2 separate regions of the Sus scrofa genome follow, and region 2 is linked to region 1. A link is a contact called in public Hi-C data. All regions are on one chromosome and are shown on one strand. Each heading gives the region's core, a stretch centred on a gene start, on an enhancer-like site or on the middle of the called end of the contact. The rest is flanking DNA. Distances are from core to core; before and after follow the strand shown.

Region 1 (3,226 bases), core at 433-2,932:
TTCTGGTTCTACGGCTTTAGCAAGATCAATAATAGTGACAATGAAAACTTTAAGAACAAATGATGTGATTTTGTCAATGTTTCTTCACTCCTAATATTTTAATGAAGAAAACAATAAAACTGATCTTAAATATAGGGGATAAAGATCTTCCCAATGAGAATCAAGATGCGGAGGTAAAGATGGACTGACGCTCGTTGAAGTCCTTAGATTGTGGCTTAGGATCAGCATAAGGACACATATACGGTGATTTTTTAAGATGCTATTAATCATATTCCCGATAAATAAGATGGATATTGCACCCCGGATGTTTTAAATTATCCTTATACTTGCTCTTCAGTTAGGTTACTATATGTAGAATTTAGACTACCATTGATCAAAAAGAGAGAAGGTTGAAATTAAAACAGGAATGCTGTTTGGAAGTCCCAAATGCCAGCCACTGTTAGTTATTTAAATTCAAAACATGGGAATGAAAGACAGTCATATAATTATGGTGAATGTTTTTGTATGCCTACCATTTATCATACACTTTTCCAATTCTTTACATGAATTTAGTCATTACTCATCCTACCAGCTCCTTGAGGTATTATGATTATTATTTCCATTTTACAGATAAGGAAACAGGCTCAGCAGGTCAAAGAGTTGCCCCAAATCCCAAAGCTAGTGGGAGGGCAGGGATGCAGACCCAAACAGTCTGATTTGGAAACCTATATTCTCAAACACTACAGGATGTCTTTTTGATATGAGATGTGCCCGAAATGATAAAAGTTCAGCAGAGGAAAGAACTAGAAATCAAAATAATCTTCTAACTGAGAAAGAATGTCTTAGAGAACCGAAATCTTTTACAGCAAACACTTTGTTTTGGAGATAAAGAAACTGTAGCCAAGACAGCTCGGATAACTTGCTTGAGGTTACTTATAGTTCGTTTGTAGCAGAGGTGAAACTGGAGGCAGAGTGGGCATTCCTGACAGTCATTAATTCAACCATTGTTTATTGTACCAAGCGCTTTTTAGGTTTTGAAGACACAGTGCAGCACAGCAGATGAGGTTCCTGCCTGTAGGAAAATTACATCATGACCAGAAGAGTAATTTGACATTAGACTAGGTTACCAAGGGAGACTGTGGAACTCCCAGGTTAAAGTATTAGGAAAGTGGGGATAAAGCATGAGGCAGGGGGAGTGGGCTTGATATCAGTTCTACTGCATTTTAGAGATACTGATATTCATGGATAAGGTGTACAAGGGATAAGTGTTAGAGGCAAGCAAGATTCAAACCCACCCTGATTCCCCTTCACAGTGGATTGTGTGTGTGTGTGTGTGTGTGTGAGAGAGAGAGAGAGAGAGAGAGAGAGAGAGAGCAAGAGTGAGCAAGAGAGAGAAAACACATTATGACTTGCTGGCTAGGGGGTAGCTCTTCTCATTGGTCAGTAAAGCTGGTTGGAACAAGATCTTGTCAGATTGCCTGGAACCAGAGATCCATTTTTTTGGCAGAACCCACACAGCCCAATAAACCTCACCTTTTTATTCAGGCCTAAGTTCATTAGAGATTCAAACTTACTGGTGTGCATGTGATTCTAGGTTGGAGATCCTGCTGTGCTAAGGAGAATCTGACAGCCACAGAGGGGGTGACTCAGACCCAAGAGCTGGGGACCAGTGTGCCATCTCCTCCCTCCCCCTACAAAGTTAATCATTTTGGTGTGTGAAGATCCACTACACACTGAAAGGCCAGGTCAGCTTGCCACTTTATATGGCTCCTTAGGGGGCATTAGCAAAAAGTAGGTTTTCTACGTGGAGTAATTGGAGTAAGGTATCCGCCACTGGAGGAAATTTATAAAAGGCATCCTTCCCAAAGTCTCCCTGTTGGCTGACAAATTAGAAAAAGAAGCTCCACCTGGATGAGTACAGCCCTGGGTCAGTGTGCTTGGGGAGATGGGCCACAGCCCTGCTTCCAAGGGTCTTGGTGCCTTAAACTTTGAGGAGCCCAGATGAGTGTGAGGTCTCAACAACTCACTCATCACCGCTCTACAGGGGTGAAGTAGGACAAGAGGGTGGGTGCTTTTTGCCTTTGAGAATTGGGATCCTGTGGAGGGTTTCTCAGCATCAGGCACCCGATCCCTCTGGTCTTCCTGAACCCACAGCTCACCCACCTCCCTGTCAGAGCTAACGTGGCAGAGATGGTTGGGCAGTGGTTGGGAGGTGGTTACTGGCTCAGGGCCCTGAAACACTGAGTAATTCCTAGGATGGCTGAGACTGAAGGCACCATTCCAGACACTTCCACGTTGTCTGAAATTAAAAAAAAAAAAAAAAATCACCACCACCCAGCCCAAGCTGTTGGAGACAGATCCTTTGGCTCTGAAACAAGACCCATCCCTTTTATGGAAGGACATTGTTGGAAAGTCATACCATATAGGAAAGCCAAGATTCTTTCCCCATTTTTATAGGACTGGGAGGGACCAAATCAAGAGGAGGGATGAAGGGGGATGGCTAAAGGGAATTGCATTGCTTTTCCAGAAAGTTTTGAATCTACATTATAACTCTTGGCTTATAAAGACAAAGGTTTGAACTTCCTCTCAGAGCTCCTCCAGTGAAAGAATCGACCACTTTTATGCAGCCCCTGGTGCTGTGTCAGTGCTGTGGACTTAAGAAGGAGTCAAAAAGCATGGGGTTTATGATTGCAGGAGAAATAAGACAAGATACATTGCACATCAAATCCTATAAACGACAACCCGGCGTGGCCAACAAAAATAGGCCATCACAGCTGCACTCTGAGTGTTTATTTATTGGAGGAGAGAAGGTACAGTCAGGAAAAAGGGGAATCATGTCAGGATGTTATTGGAGTCAAGCAGATTGACTGCCTTGAGTGACATCCCTGGCTGCATCAAGCAGTTGGGTCAGAGACATGAGAACATTTGACATGTGGACTTACAGCCCCAGTATAGATTTTAAGTTGGATTTCAGGTTTTAGTGCAATTAAGAGCAACTGCAAAGTTTTGAAAAGAGAAATATTTCGATCAGATTATTAGAGTCATATGGTTTTGATTTTAATTAGAAAAGACCATCTCAGAGAACAGGGAGATGAGAGGATCTGCCAGTGAGGTAATTCACTAACCGAACCAGTTTAGGAGCTAACAAGGTCTTTCTGAAACTGACAGGAAAGCTTCAGTGTGACCCTGCAGACAAGAATTGTTTTTGTTTTTGTTTTGTTTTTTCCCTCTCACTTTTCTGATGGAC
Region 2 (3,496 bases), core at 993-3,492, 810 kb before region 1:
ATAAATAAAGTTCAAAAGTTCAAAAGGATGCAGAGTTATTTTAAACCACCAATTTTCAAAATCTAAAATTTTCTAAAATCATACAGCATTCAGCAAATGGAAATATATATGTTTTTATGGATATTTTGCCCTAAGTACACTGGCAAAACTGATTACAAAGTAGAAAAATAGACAAAAACATTTCAAAATTAGGAATTCTAGGGCATTCCCATTGTGGCTCAGTGAAAACACATCCATGAGGATGAGAGTTCGATCCCTGGCGTCGCTCAGTAAGGATCCGGCGTTGCCCCAAGCTGTGGTGTAGGTCACAGATGAGGCTCGGATCCGGCATTGCTGTGATGGGGCATAGGTGGGCAGCTGTAGCTCTGTTTCGACCCCTCGCTTGGGAACTTCCATATGCCACAGGTGCGGCCCTAAAAAGAAAAAAAAGAAAAAAGAAAGAATTAGAATTCTATTATTAACATGGATATAAAGAGTCACAGTAAAGTAAGCTATTCTATGGTTATTATAATTGAGAAAATATAAAATACTAATTTACAGCATTTTCTTGATTAAATATCTAACACACAGCTTTGTTAAAGCATTTGCAATCACAGGAGAATCTTTTTCTCTAATTGTAACCAACAATTAAAAAAAAATCTTTTATTCTTCTATGCTGAGAAACAAGAGCAATTTAAAGCAGGACAGGGTTTTTACTGCATCTTTTATTAAGCAATGCTTTTGTGTTCAAGTTGTTTATTTACCAACCACTACTAATTAAAAAATTATTATTCACAGAGCTTGGCTAAAACCATGAATGATGTATAGACATGGTCTGACTAAAGAGCTACAGAGTTATTAGCTGAAAATACCATTTAACCAAAATAGCTTTGCTAATTCATCTCCATTTAAAACACATGGAAAAACCAAAACAAGTGTTCAATGTGAACAGAGAAACAGATTGTCACTGGTATGGGAGGAATTATGTCTTCATTTTTAAAAGACCATTAAAAATAATTTTTATTGTTTTAAAAGTAATTCAAAACATGTTTGCTTTAAAATCTTTGAAATTACATATGTGGTAAAATAAGACATAATTCAAGAAATTTACCAATTAAAAATGCCCTTTTGAATTTTGTATTATCTCATTAATAAACTAAAAATATATGCTCCCTTTTCCCTTTTATCAAGATGTTTTTCCCCCAGAAATTTAAATAATATGAACTAAACTTATCTAAAGATTTCTGGTAGCATCTGATACCTAAAATAAATTATTTACATATTAATTAAATTTCAAAATATTTAATTACTAGAAATTGGAAATTTTCCCTATGAAAAATAATTAATGTGTTATGTTAAAATGCATTGTTTCTGAAGAATAAGTCAAAATAAATAAATGATTAAACTTATTTAAAATAAGATATATAAAAAGAAAGCTATAGTAAAAACTTGTGCTTAAGGAATTAGGGGCAAAATGTAAGTCACATGGTTGAACTATTATGAACACATACTTTTTGAGGAAAGCTCAGAGTGAACTGGCCACATATGTGCAAGCATGTAAATATGCAATTATAAAATATTGTGCTACTTTTCCTGAGGGATATGGTGGCACTGACCCCACAAGGGTGTGCACTGGTAGGTTTTTCCACTAACAGTGGAAGTCAATCTTTCGCATTAGGATTCTTTCAAATGTACAGAAACAAATCTTTTAGTCCTAGGGTTGAATTTATTCATAGCATCTGAAGTTTAAAAAGGACAATTCAAACACTGTGTATTGGTACTTACCTTGGTCTTCAATTTCTGAATCTCTGCTTCTGTAACTGCATGTTTGATTTGCAACTGAAAACAGAAAAGAAAGGAAAAATATCTGAACTAAGAGTATCTATATTTTTAAAGCCTCGGCAGCTAGCAGAATACCTTATTACATAGCTGAAGGCCTAAAAAAGTGCTGCAATGCAGGAGGTTGTAAATTAAAATGTCTAGTGTGTAAAATGACTCTCCAGGTGCAAACTAATTAAACACAGGGTTTATGGCTCACACTCCCTAACATCAGATTAGGTTACGAATTTAATTGCTCAGGGACCAAAGAGAAGGAAACACACTTTCTTGCCCTCTTTGCAACTCTTCCTTTATGATTTGAGTGTCAAGAAATTGTTTCCTTGAAAATCTTGTGGATTGAATGGCTTCAACGGGCAAGTCAGCCGGTGGCTATGAGTAAAGCTTCCATTCCAAGTCTGGAAGAAAGGTGGCGCTCTGGTCCCACAAGTAAGACATTTTAGGCTTTGCAGCTCTTTTACAGCTCAGGCAGCTGCAAAGCTGGAGAACAGGATGATGCAGATCCACAGCGAAATCCATAAAAATTTTTAATTGCAGGAAAAGTACAGATCTAGATTTGTGTCCTTTAAAAGGTCTACTTCTGTTAAGGACTTAGACACCCACAAAGCTTCAGCTACTGTTTACTGGCCTGAGAGCCGCCATTTGGATTTGTCTTGTTCTCCCCTCCCCACTTTGTTTTCTTTGTAGGAGAAGAACGAAGCAAACATTCATTCCTTAAGGGATAAATAAATACACCAACATTTACGGAAAAACATTTATGGGTTGACGATCACTTTTCTAAAACCCCTGGGGCCAGATGTTTTTGGAATTCAGAATTTTTCTAATTTCAGAATCATAGTAAGATGCATTTTCCATAAATTGCTTATTGCCCACAGCGGGGCGTGGAATCCCTCTGTAATCAAACACACGGAATATTTTTTTTGCCACCAAACATGTGAATATTCTCACTAAGGTGCATAAAGGCTGCAAATAGCATCCTGTCAGTGTGGGTCAGGTTTACCACCAAAATGAGTCTGCCACAAAATTATATTAAAAAACTGTTTCAGAGCATTTTCAATTTATGATTGTACAGAAGGACTGCAAACTTCCCATGTTACTGCAATCAAATAAGTCTAAAGTTTTCCTATGGGAAAGACAGCTAATGAAAAGACAAATGTGAACCTTTAGAGAGCACACCACCCTGAACACCTCAGCTCTCTCTTTTGTTTGTAACCTGCATTTCCTTGGTGTTTACCTGGCCAGTAAGGGCATATGAGAAGGATGTAGAAGAAAAGAGGTTAGAATCAAGGACAGATTCATTCAACACTCAGATACTGATGAATAAAAGCCTAGAAACTGAGGACCTTCACGCTCTGGGCAAAATGTCCTCTCCATGATCTTTCAGGTCTCCTGTCGACACCCTGAAGACAACAAAGCTACAGCTCTGCTCCTGCTCTTGGTCTTGAGGGTGATCTTGAAACTTTCAAATCAGATTCTGCCCCATCCATTTATCTTATTCTCTTGCTTTCGGAGCCGGTCACTCCTCTAAGTCTTGCCCACAGCTCTTGCTCCTTTCATCCGCCACTCCTTCTTACTCTAGGAAATACTCTCTGCGTGGCCAAAATGGTCTTGGCTCCCTCAGTTTCTCACCATAGCCCTAGTGGTACTATGCTTAACTTACCTGCCTTTAGCAGATGCTCAG

What was found. Hi-C and Micro-C count contacts between places; a contact is called where the count stands out from the background.
Region 2: a contact with region 1 is called in a Hi-C map of fetal skeletal muscle, with 2.8 times the contacts expected there. The contact joins two enhancer-like sites. A contact is called at or near these places in 8 of 47 Hi-C or Micro-C datasets (embryonic fibroblasts, epiblast stem cells, fetal skeletal muscle and 3 more).

What each region holds. Positions count from the first base shown.
Region 1 is chr9:74,082,302-74,085,527 of Sscrofa11.1, reverse strand. No RefSeq gene overlaps it. Among named protein-coding and RNA genes, the nearest start is that of COL1A2, 91 kb to the left of the region's middle. Within about 2 kb of position 1,682, at least 25 of the 83 cell types and tissues checked have an H3K27ac peak or open chromatin away from gene starts, as enhancers often do. A contact at or near this core is called in fetal skeletal muscle, where this site is marked.
Region 2 is chr9:74,889,782-74,893,277 of Sscrofa11.1, reverse strand. PPP1R9A (neurabin-1) reads right to left here. Exons shown (of 19, transcript XM_021063384.1): 8 at 1,765-1,818. Among named protein-coding and RNA genes, the nearest start is that of PON1, 83 kb to the left of the region's middle. Within about 2 kb of position 2,242, at least 13 of the 83 cell types and tissues checked have an H3K27ac peak or open chromatin away from gene starts, as enhancers often do. A contact at or near this core is called in fetal skeletal muscle, where this site is marked.